Linked DNA regions of Mus musculus: all the other regions are linked to region 4. Evidence: chromatin contacts called from public promoter capture Hi-C data. All regions are on one chromosome and are shown on one strand. The core of a region is the stretch at or near the end of the contact, and the rest is flanking DNA. Distances in the headings are between cores, read along the strand shown.

What was found. Promoter capture Hi-C pulls out the DNA fragments that hold promoters and counts their contacts.
Region 1: a contact with region 4 is called in a promoter capture Hi-C map of liver, with 6 times the contacts expected there. The contact joins the promoter of Rnf43 here to the promoter of C030037D09Rik in region 4. A contact is called at or near these places in 5 of 39 promoter capture datasets (3T3-L1-derived adipocytes, hippocampal neurons, liver and 2 more), 1 of 115 datasets of contacts at active chromatin or transcription factors (thymic regulatory T cells) and 1 of 9 other capture datasets (liver).
Region 2: a promoter capture Hi-C map of liver shows a contact between it and region 4, with 5 times the contacts expected there. The contact joins the promoter of Smg8 here to the promoter of C030037D09Rik in region 4. A contact is called at or near these places in 2 of 39 promoter capture datasets (both in liver).
Region 3: a promoter capture Hi-C map of liver shows a contact between it and region 4, with 5 times the contacts expected there. The contact joins the promoter of Prr11 here to the promoter of C030037D09Rik in region 4. A contact is called at or near these places in 3 of 39 promoter capture datasets (liver and pre-B cells).

Annotation. Positions count from the first base shown.
Region 1 is chr11:87,661,302-87,664,833 of GRCm38.p6, forward strand. Rnf43 (ring finger protein 43) reads left to right here and starts at 1,786. Exons shown (of 10, transcript NM_172448.4): 1 at 1,786-1,921; 2 at 2,835-3,532. The coding sequence starts at 3,315.
Region 2 is chr11:87,085,028-87,088,266 of GRCm38.p6, forward strand. Smg8 (smg-8 homolog, nonsense mediated mRNA decay factor (C. elegans)) reads right to left here and starts at 1,750. Exons shown (of 4, transcript NM_024262.1): 1 at 1-1,750. The coding sequence starts at 1,726.
Region 3 is chr11:87,106,926-87,110,277 of GRCm38.p6, forward strand. Prr11 (proline rich 11) reads right to left here and starts at 1,789. Exons shown (of 10, transcript NM_175563.5): 1 at 1,716-1,789. It overlaps Ska2 (spindle and kinetochore associated complex subunit 2), which reads left to right and starts at 2,336. Exons shown (of 4, transcript NM_025377.3): 1 at 2,336-2,379. The coding sequence starts at 2,347.
Region 4 is chr11:88,716,909-88,720,117 of GRCm38.p6, forward strand. It overlaps C030037D09Rik (RIKEN cDNA C030037D09 gene), which reads left to right and starts at 1,735. Exons shown (of 4, transcript NR_038058.1): 1 at 1,735-2,109. It overlaps Msi2 (musashi RNA-binding protein 2), which reads right to left and starts at 1,321. Exons shown (of 14, transcript NM_054043.3): 1 at 1,121-1,321; 2 at 797-837; 3 at 382-463. The coding sequence starts at 1,182.

The DNA.
Region 1 (3,532 bases), core at 536-3,035, 1.1 Mb before region 4:
TATCCACATTTTTACACATGCCCAAACAGGTTCATCTATATATTAAATTAAAACACAGAACTTCTTCATAATCATTTAAAATGTATACATTTCAACAGAGTTGAATGTCCACATTGTTGTTTATGAATAGAATTTTGAAAAATTCTACTAGTTCAACCATGGAATGCTGACCATGGGGCTGGAGGGATGGCACAGGTTAAGGTCACTGACTGCTCTTCCAGAGTTTGAGTCTCAGCATTCACACGTGACTTAAAACATCTGTAACTGCAGCTCCACAGAGCCTTACACCCTCTTCTGGCTTCTCACACACATGGTATACAAACATACATGCAGACAAAACATCCATACATATCAAATACAATTTTAAAAAGAAATGTCAAATATAATTTGAAAATTTAAATATTACAGTATTCAAATATGAAGATTTACAAAGAACTATATTGCATGAAGGTAGTAATTAGCTAAATTTAATCTCTTTACCTATACTGTTTTTATTAGACATATTTAACTTTTAAGAAAAGATTCATCTTGTGTGTATGGGTGTTTTGTCTGCAGTGCCTGTGGAGGCCAGACAAGGGTGTTGAATTCACTGGAAATGGAGTTGTAGATGGTTGTGAGCCACCATGTAAATGTTGAAAACTAGACTTCAGCCCTCTGGATGAACAGGCAGCCAGTGCTCTTAACCACTGAGCCACTGCTCCAGCTCCAAGCATAGGTTTAATGCTTAGCTTCTATATGCAGACTAACTTAGAGTCTTACACTGGAAGAATAGGTTTGACCCAAAGAGTAAGAGAGAAATAACAGATTCCAGACTTCTGACAGCAACCTGATTCGAGAGATCCATCCAGGTGCAGTTTAGGCAGAACTACTGAACGTAGTAAGAACTGAAGAAAAGCTATGCAGAAGTCTTTATTCACAGTGGCAGACATAAGCAACAAGTACTCAGTATAAGATCTCTCAATTCTGGCTTTGTGCCATTTGTAGACACTAAAACATGGGAAGAATAGAGATCTATTTGAATTTGTAACTGCAAGACTTTGCGCCGTTCTTTTGTCTTTTGGATGTCTTTGTTTTCTGTTCCGTTCCTCATACCGCCGTCAGTGTGCTAGTGCTTACAGAATAGACACATTTGGGTGGCCCTGATTTATCTCCTGTGGGGAAAGGTAAGGACTGATTGAACTGCATGCAGTTGGGCTGTCGCTCACTAGGGGGAGTAAAAGAGCAAGAGACAGAAAGAGACCGAGAGAAGACTTTTGGTTAAATTAGTGAGTGCGTGCACCAAGAGGAGGAGGGGCCGGCTTGCGTGTAGCGGCTCCACCCTCACTTTGTCAGCAGGTAGAGAGCGTGATTGCAGTCCCAGGGGAAGAAGTCAGAGCTGGTACACCAATTACAAACCACAGGTTTCCTGCTGTAGGGAGCTGATCCAGAATTGTCTTTCTTGAAAGGAAGCACTTCAACCCTGCCTCCTCCTGAACTTCCAAGTCCGTCCATGATTCAGGGATACCGTCTTCTCCCTCTGGGATATTCTGTGATTTGGGTAGTGACTGTTCTATTTGCTGCTTCGTTTCTCATCTCTTCCAAGATATTCCGTACAGAGGCGGAGGGAGAAGACTTTTGTTAGATTTTAGAGATGATTTTGGCTCATCTTTAAGCATTTCCAGAGTTCTTGAGGAGGACAGTAGCTCTCGTCTTGGAATAAGTTTTTGCCTGATCTGCGTGGATTACTTTTTCGGGCTTCGGAATTTCTCAGCACCTACCTGTAGTGCGAGCACTTGGTCTGATTGCAGAGTGAGAAGGTGGAAGCCGGAGCCGTACTGGGTTAAGCAGCTCAGGTCTTTTTTTAAAGCAGGATTTATAAATGCACAATTGAATTTGTTTCATCCCCGTGCCGTGGACTCCAGTGGGCCCGACAGCGCAACAGGTTTGCAGATTTCTTTTGAAATTCTTTCGTGTTTTCTCCCTCCCTCTGTCTCAGCGAAAGTAAAGAATCTATAGAACAGGTTTGCGTTCAGACGCTTGGCTTTTCAGCACTTACTCTGAAGACTTTATAGGATTTTTAAATGACTTCAAAAGGCAGCATACTTTGTGGGTGAAGTGTATTTATAGTTACTTAAGGGTGCGCATTTTAAAAATCTGATGTTTATAAAGAGTCCAAAGTTTCCTAGGAACATAGAAATAACCCAGGTCTCCTCAGCCTGATTTTTTTCAGGGCGCTCAACTTAGAGCCTCTCTACCCCCCTATCTTTTATTCTCCGCCCCCTCAAGGAATTTGAAAACTTAGGAATAGTCCTTTGTTTTTCTCCTGAATCTAGAAGATTACAGATTGTAAAGTCTGGATGTGTTTCCACAGCATTCTGAGGAAAGTCAAAGCGCTTGGCATTCTCAGACTGGAGAATAAACTCTGGGATCCCTAAACGAGAAAGGAAAGTGGAAACAGAAATATGAATTTTAGCTGGGAAAATAATTGCAAAGCTAAACTTTTCAAGTATCTCAAAAGGGAAGTTGGAAGAGATTTTGATACTCAGATTAATTGTGTCGTATGTCAAAGATATATGAATTTGTGCCTAATTTTACAGGCACTTTTGGTGGAACACACACACACAAAATAATATATTGTAGTTCTTTAAAAGTATATAAATTCAGTAGGCCTAGAACTCTGGACTATGCTGAAACACAATTTAGCATGGACATTTTAATTAAGAGTATATGCTTCAGCATCATTAGACATCCCTCCAGGTGGGGCCTGATTAGTTCCCACTCTTCCCCTATTCAAAAGAAAACCTCCTCATGGACTTTAGCCATTTATGGTTGACATTTTTTTCTGGCTTAAAAAGGGCAGCATGTCTTCGTGTTCTGAGCTGAAGTTCCTCCCTCACCTCCGATGCGCTGCTTTAGCCGTTTACTGACCTTGTTTTCTTCATCGGCCTCGGGTTTAGTGCCTCAGGAATCTGATACATATGGAAGACCAGCAGCAAGTGATCTGACATAATACCAATCCATGTTTGTATCTAAAGCACATTTGGAAATTCCAAAGAGAAGAGGTGGCATTTCTGTATTCGCAGTGACGATGGGAGAAAAGGACATACCTGCCCCAGAGGTGGGCTGAAAAGGCCATCTTCTGCTCCCAATCAGGAATACCCCCTGTGCTTGGGAATCTACGTTAGAAAAAGGAAGGACCAGAATCTGACTTGGCTCTCTGAAACGGAGGGCTAGCACTTCTCCCCATTCGTTTTCTGCATTGAGGACCTGCCTTTGGGATGAGCTGGTAGTAGAAGCGGTATGCATGGCCGAAGAGCATTGATGCAGCTGGTAGCATGAGTGGTGGCCACCAGCTGCAGCTGGCTGTCCTCTGGCCCTGGCTGCTGATGGCAACCCTGCACGCAGGCTTCGGACACACAGGACGGGTGCTGGCGGCGGCAGTGGAGTCCGAAAGATCAGCAGAACAGAAAGCTGTTATCAGAGTGATCCCCTTGAAAATGGACCCCACAGGAAAACTGAACCTCACTTTGGAAGGCGTGTTTGCTGGTGTTGC
Region 2 (3,239 bases), core at 500-2,999, 1.6 Mb before region 4:
AGTGTTGGTCAGTCAAGCTCCTCTCTTCGCACAGCTGATGGCCATTGCTCCAAAATTTGTAGCAGTCTTCGTGTAATTGCATGGCATATTTGTGAAAGGCTGGACCTCGAGCATGCTGACTGTATACCCGAAGAGCCTGAGCAAGCTGATTCTTATGGACTGTCATGGTGTAATTATGCGGCAAGTTTGACTGGTAGGCACTATGAGCCATGGGTAAAGCTTTTTGGCACCGGTTTTCCGAGAATTTTGTGTCTATATCCAAAAACCCTTCTAAGACTTTAATACTGCTTAAAATCTTAGATGTTAGCTCCCCAGTGGGGGAGCCCAAGTCCTCTTCCTTCCCATCGATAGCCACTTCATACAACTTTGCTGCTGCAGAGATCCACTTCTGGTAAGTGGGCAGTTCAAAATGGGAAGGCTGTGGGTTCCTGCCCACACTGTCATCAAAACCTTTTTTGCTTAGGACCAGCTCCACGTGCTGCCACAGGAATTCTCGAAGAGTGAAATCCACTAGCTGGCCTGAAGAACTCGAGGTGCTGCTATCAATGTGGAAGGAGAGCTGTTGGCGGCTGTGCTGTCTCATCGCTTGGTACCGCCTAGGTCCAGAAAGGGGTGCGGGCACCAACAACGATTCTGGGTCTTTCACGGTACAATGGCTCCTAAGCTGGTCCAGCAACATGCCAATTGGGTCCTCCTCCTGGCTTCCGGGGACTATGTACACAAAAGCTTGGTTGGCAGGTACCGTAAAGAGGCAGTTGATACTCTGATTAGTCAAGACTCGACTCTTGCGAAAGATTCTATAGATCTGGTCCTCCAGGGCATGCTGCAGCCTTCTTTTGGGAGAGTGCTTCTTGGGTTTATCTGGATGAGCTGTATCCTGGCTCCGAGGCGGTTCCACCTTAAGGGCCCCATTGAGTTGAAAGAGGAAGAGGAGTCTAGGTGGGCAAGGTCGGCAGTTTAACTTCCAGTCTTTGCCAACTGGGCAATCCTTAATGGCTGTTTTGAGGAGGGGTAGTACTTTCTGTCTCAGTCCATCCAGGGCTCTGAATACACGATCATAAGTGATGTCAAAGGAACACGTCGGATGGACCAGGAGCAAGATATGACAGACAGAGAAGAGGTAAAGGAGGCTGAGACACTGTAACTTCTCCTGATGCTTCCAGAACTCGTGTGTTTCTGCATGAGGTAAAGAGAGGCCCCCTCCGGCTTCACCGCTCTGGAGGGCCCGACAAGCACGCAGAAGCTGTGAGTTGTCACAGATGGAAGTGAGAATAAGATACAGAACTTTGCTTTCCTGATTGTAATAGGCCTGCAAAAGACTGAAGTCCTGGGGACCTGGCTCAGCTCGGTTACCTTCCGCCGTAGCCATACCTCCGCGAAGTGAATCCCCGGCTGCAGCCCCGGGGTCTCCGGCTCCTCCCGCCTCTCCGACAGAGACAGCTTTGGTCTTGATTCCAGTTCCTGGATCTCCAGGATCCTGATGGTGAAAGAGTGGGAAAACCTGTCGATCGCACACAGTATTCACCAGAGAGAACTTCTCGGAGTTGAGGCGCAGAGCCGTCTTGCCGAAGATTCCCACCACGCAGATCTCATCCTCCCTCCACGGGGGCTCGGGCGTGCCAGCCGCGTTTCCCCCGCCTTCAGCGGAGGGGCCTCCAGGACTCTCAGAGCCCAGCCAGGCCGACGCCCCCATGAGCAGCTCGCGCAAGCTGACCGGCCCCGCCATGGCGGAGAAAGAGCTTCCTCTAGCGTTCTTCCGGTCCCTCGCTGATCCCAACCCACCCGGTCCTATTGTGAAATCCCTCCTCCGCCTGTTAGTCCTTGAGTTCCGGGTGTCTGTCCCTCCCCCCAACACTCCCTTCCACCCCTTTGCCTTTTCGTGTCCCTTGCAAGGTCTTAGCGCTACGTTTACTCAACTCGAGTTTAAGATATCGAAAGCTAGATTGGTTGCCGTTTCAGTTTTAAAGAATACGCCAAAACCCACAACAGTTCCAACTGATTCTTCTAACAGCTCAGCGTGGGTGGTTGATCATACTCTCACCTTTTCTGAAGACTGAGGCAGGAGAATTTCTTAATTTCTTTTTCTTTCTTTCTTTCTTTCTTTCTTTCTTTCTTTCTTTCTTTCTTCCTTCCTCCTTCCTCCTTTCCTCCCTCCCTCTCCTCTCTCTCTCCCTCTCCTTCCTTCCTAACTTCCTTCCTTCCTTCCTTCCTTCCTTTCTTCCTTTCCTCCTTTCTCCCCCATGCCCCCATTCTACCTCTTAAATGCTGCGATTAAAAGCATGCACCACTACCACCCAGCAAGGAAGAAGGATTCTTGAGCACAGCAGCTGTGCTAGCCTGATAACATACCAAGACCCTGTCTCCATAAAGAAAAGAAAACAAAAAAGAAAGGACAGGAGGGAGGAGCGAGAGCACCAAACACATTGTTGCACTTCTGTGATTCCAACATTCAGATATTGCTCTTACAGAGAAAAGGAGCTCTTGTTTTGCAGCACCCATGGCCTGCAAAACACACACACACACACACACACACACACACACACACACACACACTCCAAAATTAATCTTTAAGAAATAGAAGACGTGGAGGTGGAGAGCTACGTGTCTAGTATGCAGGAAGTCCTGTGTTCTATCCTCAGCACCAGTATAAACTGGGTATAGTGGCCCATGCTGCAAACCCAGCACTTGGGAGGTGCCAGAATGATTAGAAGTTCAAGATCATCCTGAGCTATGTCTCAAATTCAATGCCAGTCTGAACTGTAAGAAAACTGTAAGTCGTGGTGGCACGCTCCTTTAATCCCAGCACTCCGGAGGCAGAGGCAGGCGGATTTCTGAGTTCAAGGCCAACCTGGTCTACAGGACAGCCAGAGCTACACAGAGAAACTCTGTCTCGAAAAACCAAAAAATAAAAAAATCTGTTTCAAAACAAAAAGATAAACATCAACAAAAGAATTGTAGAAAATTCTAGGGAGGCAGAGGCAGGTGGATCTCTGAACTGAATTTGAGGCCAGCCTGGCCAACAGACTGAGTTCCAGGACAGCCAAGGCTACCCAGAGGAACTCTGTCTCAAACAAACAAACAAACCAATTGTGGAAAATTAATCTAATAATTTAGCATAGTGGAAATATGAATAAGTGTGCGTGTGTGTTGCTGGGGATCTAATTCATGTCTTTGTGAATGCTAGGCAAGTGCTCTACCACTGACTACATTTGTAATAGATTCTTTCTTTCTCCTTCTCC
Region 3 (3,352 bases), core at 539-3,038, 1.6 Mb before region 4:
CCTCACCTTGCTTTTGTGGTTTTATTCATGAAGTCAAATTAATTTCTCTTTATTCCCTGCAAGTCCCTCTTCCCGGCTGGAGACCAAACCCAGGCAAGTGGTCTATTACTGAGTGACTACAGTACTTAGCCCTTTGCTTTTCTTACAATAGAGAAAATGGCTGTAGTGGATTATATTATATTAAAAGATAGGTTTGTGATTCAGCAACATATAATGAGCACCTACTATGATAGGCAGATGTCATAGTGGGAGGGACCATTTGTTAAATGCCCCCTCAAGTGGGGTACAACCTACTTTTCCTCAGCTAATGTTCAATGTCCTCAAAGGTTTCAATCCCTGACAAGGAAGATTTTAGTCCTAGTGTTATACAAAATTAAGCTGAGGCTTAGACTAGCTATCTGCCTAATATAATACAATGAAGTATAATGAAGACCTATAAGTCTCCAGAGACCATGACTTTTTCTAATAGACTATGGGGCTATAGTAACTTTAACAGGCTTTATACAATTACCCAAAATGAAAGGTTTGTTTTAAGACAGGTACTTTGAAGCCAGGCAGTGATGGTACACGCCTTTAATCCCAGCACTTGGGAGGCAGAGGGAGGCGGATTTCTGAGTTCATGGGCAGCCTGGTCTACAGAGGGAGTTCCAGGACAATTGGGGCTATACAGAGAAACCCTGTCTCGAAAAACCAAAACCAACCAGCCAACCAACCAACCAAACAAACAAAAAAGACAGGTATTTTGAAACACTTAATAGTACTTAAAATATTTCTGTTTTATATTTAAATATACATCCTTATCTGAAAAAATAAAATTTAAAAAAGTCTGGGTTAGTTGTTGATACACAAGCTCCTGTCTCAGAACAATATAATTAGTCTTCTTCATGAGTTGACACTGCTGGTTCTTTAAGAACTCCATCAGTTATATGGAAAGGTCTTTGGCCAGGGGCACTTCTAAAACTGTAGCAGCAGCATAAGTGACAGATTTACTTCATCATCACTATTCTAAAACACATGTTTTACATCCCCCTCTAGTCAATTTAATTTCCATCATCAGTTTAGTTGGTTTGCCTTGAATGCTGAAGCATGATCTCTGCCATTGTCCTATAGTCAATTTTGTTTTAAGTCGTGAAGCATTGCTATCCCCAACCCCACCCGGTTCTTCCCTGTGTCTTTCTCAGAGTGACCACAGGTCCTTAGTCTTACCCAGCACACTACTAGACACACAGTAAAAGGGGTATACTTTTAAAGTAGATGTCAGAAGTCATTTTGCATCATGGAACACTGTAAAATTACCTGACATAAAATACTTCTCCATAAACGTAAATGCGCTGAAGAATGGCTGGGGAGAGCATCTGGTTAAATAAACATTGTGATAGGAAATTTGGGTAGATTCCTATAATTTGCATTTTTCGCTAGCGCCCAGAGAAGCCAATTACCGCCAGTCGGTGGGCCCCCTTTGAGAAGCAAAAAGTTACGACAAAGACTGAGCAAAAAGGCAATCACTTCAAACTATATATTGCAGTGTTAAATAAAAAATGTGTCTCAGATGTTGCCAGCGGAGCTCTTCTCCTGCCCGAAACCTTTCCTTTTCTGCTCCATCTCCCTTCCCTGTCCAGCTCAAGACCCCACCTCCATAAGAACCCAGTCATCAACAGTTCGAGTAACGGAAGACGGGACCAGGTAACAAAGAGAAAAAACGTCGTTGCACTTACTAGTCTAAGAGCCTGGGGATTAGACGAAGTTCGGGCCTAAGCCTCTTCCACACCATAAAGAAAATTTCAAAATTAAATCTTTGCCGACGAGCGACCAATCGTAGACGTGGTCTCTACAGGGTTCGTTGTCTTGAAAGGATCAAAGCACAGCTTGGACTACGATTGGCCAAAAGAGCATCACATCCTGGCCAATCGGAACTGAGGCGCTTCTTGTATGAATAAGGAAAGGCGGGCGAGAAGGGGCGGGGAAGCCGGAGAGAAAAGGAGGTGTGTCACGTCGCCTAGGCCCGCAGTGGAAGCTTTTATGTCATTGGCTGCTGCTGCTTCCGAGTACACCAATCGCAAACTCTTTTCCAAGTATGAACTTGAAAGTAGGGACCATAAGGCAGCCAATGGAAAAATTCATATATTCAGCAGCCAATCCCCCTGCGGCGTTTTGTGTCTTTGTCCAACAGGAAAGTGCGTTTTATAACGAGGGGCGTTACCCAGGCGCCAATGGGCGGGCGCCGATGGAACGTACTAGCCAATGAGCGCAAGACGTTGAGTGACAGCTGTCCAATGGAGGGCCTCAGTGCTAGCACGGCTTACAGCTTAAGCGCCTCAGCGGTCTGAGGAATGTCAACTATTCAATATGGAGGCGGAGGTCGATAAGCTGGAACTGATGGTGAGTGGAGAGTGAAGGAAACCTACTGGGTAATTAATGTGCTCCACCGATGGCCTAGAAGGTGAAGCGCATTTTAGAGTCTCCTGAAACTGGGTTGTGGAAGCTGGAACCTGAATTGAGTTCCTTCTTTCTGCACCTACGGGAGCTACCGCCGCCTTGGTCTCTTAACCGCCGCGGGGGAAGGGGTTACATCCGGGGAACTCGTGAGGGAAATGGCGGGAGATGTTGAGGGTGTGGGGCCTTTGTAATTCCCTGGTCCTGGTTTTCTCCTTCATCGGCTCCAGGAGCCGCGCCCGGCACAGATACCGCCTCACGAATTTCTACCTTCCTTGCCCAAGCGTGACTGGAACGGTCTTTAATAGCTCGGAGGAGGAGAGAGGTCGTTTACGTCTCCCGAAAAGGGGGATGGAGGATGAGGTGGGGCAGAAGTCTAGGGGCGCGGAGAAATTCAAGTCCACCATGCACCTACTCGCAGGCGAGCTGGGACAGTCTGAAAGAAGATGCTAGACTTGCACGAGAAACTTGCCCGCGGTTCCGCAGACTGGGCTCTTTGCGGCTTGGGAGAGGAGCCGCCGCGGGGACCGAGCCTGGAGCTCCTTCCCGGGGCGCGAGCGGCGTTGCCCCAGGCCCGGCTTTCTGCTTCCTAGATGCTCAATTCCTTTCCTCTGTGCAAGGAGAACCCTGGACGAAGGCCCTCAGCGGCTGCGGGCAAGGCTGGAGTGCACTGAGCGTCCAGCCGAGTGGCCTTGTCATTCTCCATCAGTGTTCTCTTTATTCCCGCCCTCCCATCCTTCCACTGCCCGCTAGATCGCCGCGCCTTTTTTCTTAGTTTTCTTGTTCTGTCTTCAGACTTCTTTTTGCATGATCACTTTTCTTCCAGATTGATCATCGGACCACCAGCCCCCTTTTAAAAAAATACCAAGATTAATATTAAAAAGTAAAACACTCCATCTGCAGTCTGCCCTTTTTCCCT
Region 4 (3,209 bases), core at 485-2,984:
CGGACACTAAGATATTCATTCACCTCCCAAAGAGGGGACTTCAGAGTTTGGGAGTGTGCAGAAGGCATACATTCAAATTTTTAAATTAAAAAAAAAAAAAAAACTATGTGGAAAGTGGGTGAACTGAATGTCATTTTAAACAAGAGAACAAGAAGCGACAGGAAAATGACTTCAAGCGGGAGAGATGGGCGTCTCTGAATCCAGAGTTCGGCCCTAATTAACAATAACCTTTGGGGTTATGGGGGGGGGGAGCGACGTTCCAACCAGCCACGCGCCTGAGCCCCATTCTAAATCCGCTTAGCTACTTCCGAAGACACCTCCAAAAATAAAACTAAAACTTTGTTCTAAAATAAAGGCAAAATCGAGAAGGGAATGCGTTACCTGGAGCGTTTCGTTGTGGGATCTCTCATGACCATACATTCTCTAATTTCTCCAAATTTGCTAAAATAGTCTCTAAGGCTATCTGTAGAGAGAGAGGGAGAGAGAGAGAGATGGGGGGGTGGGAGAAGGTGTGGAGGGGGGAGCAATGCAATTTTTTGATCAAGGACAAAAAGCAAAAGTAGTTTTCTGTTGTTATTCTGTTTTGTTTTTGCAATATTTTTGCACACGAGGGGGAAATTCAGCAACAGAGGTCGCGTAGAGGGCTCGGAAAGGATTTGCTATTTAAAAAAATAACCTTGCACAGGAGAAGTGGGGAGCCAATGGCGGGGTGGGGGGGCTCTTACACTGGGATAACAAAGAGCAATAAAGAAGCCAAGAAGGGGGGGACCCAGGCGTCCCCCCCTCCCTCCCTTACCTGGTGAGGTCTGCCAGCTCAGTCCACCGATAAACATTTTACTAGAGGGAGAAAACATAACCGAAGTGAGCACCGATGTCAGATCGGCCATTTTGACGTGTAACTTACAAAAGCTAAAAGGAAAGCTGGGGGGGAGCGGGCGAGCGCGAGCCTGGAGGTGGGCTGGGGGAGAAGGTGGCGGCCCCACGCCACCCCAAGGTGCGCGAGTGCCCCAAGGGTGCGCGCGGGGGCGCGGGGGGCGCGCGAATGCCCCGCTCCGCACCGTCGCCCGCACAGCCCCGAACGAGCCCGCGGCGGCGCGGTGGGCAGCGGCTGGAAACTTACCCGGGGTCGTGCTGGGAGTCGTTGGCGCTGCCCGAGGTGCCTGGGCTCCCATTTGCCTCCATAGCGGAGCCCCCCCGCCCCCCCACCCCCGACACACCGAGCCCCACAGCGAAGCGGAGCGCAGCGGCGGCCGGCTCCGAGCCCCAGATCTCCGTCCCTCCTCCCCCGCCTCCTCCCCCCGCCCGGCGGCTGCGAAGCTCCGCGAGCGCCGAGCCGGGCCAGCGGCGAGAGCCCGTCACACGTGGGCTCGGCTCAGCTCAGCCCCGCCGCCTCGCACACCCCCCGTCCCCGCCCCCCCGGCCCATCCCCACCTCTCCCCCTCCTCCTCCCCACCCCCATCTCCTCCTCCTCCTCCCCCTCCTCCCCGCGCACGTGGGGCGGAGTTCTAGAACGTCGTGTAACCAATGCGGTGACGTCACGCACCCCGTTCGGTCCCCCGCCTGTCCGCGCGCGCACACGCTCGGCCCCCCGCGGCAGCGGGACCCATCAGGGGCGGCGCGCGAGCCCCGCGACTCGAGTGGGGGGGTTGGCCACGCCAAGCAGGCGGGGAGACGGGAAGCGCACCCCGAGTCGGCTCAGATCACATGGGCTGGGTGTGGGGGAGGGGGAGGCGCGGGGAGCTCGGCCCGGGCTGTTCGCTGGGCCGGGAGGCGGCAGCGCCCCCGGGCCCCCCTAGTTCGGACTATTCATTCAAGTTCCTGGGGCCCTGCGCCCGATTCGGAGGTGGCACCCGCCGCCCTCCCTGCCTCTGTGCCCCCGTTTCCAGCCACCGCGCGGAAATTTAGGTCAAGGACGCCGGGAGCACACCCACACCCTGCGCTCCCAGGGCAGTCCTCGAGAACCCCGGGATCTGGGGGGCTTGCGGATGGAGGAGACCCTCCTGCACGAACACCAGCCACAAGTTTTATTTTCCCTTCGCGCGGCAAGTTCTCTGGCTCCCGCTCCACACTGGCACGTCCTGCACGGCTCCCCGCCCTTCCCCGCCAGAGGTACGGAGCCGTGCCCGCGAAGGTTATTTCGGAACTTTGAGAAACTGACGCGATAGATAACAGGGGGCGAGGAAGCAACCAGACAGGGCTTGCGCCTTACTCAGACCGCGATTTGAAAATATAATAAAGTGGGCTTGTAGGGGTCAAGGTCAAATGATTGGGGTTCAAAGCAAATGTTCATGGAGATTGAGTAGCAGTTTGGGAGTATCCCGAGGGTGGTTAAGATAGGTGCTTATTTCAGAAAATCCCTCGACCATTCATCCGTTATCTAATTTATTTATGTTTAAAGTTACTAGGGCTTCCTCTGTAAAGAGTGTAAGCGCCAGGAGTGAAATGGCTCTCTATCTCCCAAGACCTGCGGTAGGTCTTGGAGATAACAAAGCACCTTACCCCTAGTTTTTGGAACTAGGAGCCTCACAGATTCTGACACTTAGTAGGTGTTTGGTAAAAGTTCCCTTTCTCCCCTGGCAAAGTGTAAACTCCAAAGGATTGGTGACTGTAGCTTCCCGGGGGAATCGCACACTTCGTATTCCAGGCTGGCCAGATTCAGGCTGTATTCAATTTATGGAGTATTTAAAACAGTACGGATACAATTATCCTTATTGTTTTAAATTATTACAATAAACCAAGTTAATATGGCATGAGGGGCAACATAAAGTTGTGGTTCATCAAATCCCTGGGTTAATGTTAAGCATGCATTGATGCACAATTAACACTTTCCCATTAATTTTCATAGGATTAGGAGACAATGGAATTCACTCATCACCAAAACTATGCCGTGTCCATTGTGGGTTTGGAGACATTTGGAAAAATCTCAACACAGCCAAAGCTTTTGAGTGGTCAGACTGTCAATCTCTCTGTCCCCTAAACTGGGGTAGTGCCTCTCTGACAGCATGGATGGGCGGAGCATTTGTAGTGAACAATGTAACAATGTCAAAGTCCCTTTTTAAAATTGTGTACTTACATGGACTGTGTTTATTATAAATTGTGAATATGATTTTTAGAAGGCACTTCATAAGACTTCAGACCACAAACCCTGCTGTTTCCCAACACTCCAAACAAACTGATTTTTGAATCATCTGGGTTCCCATGTGTTAAAG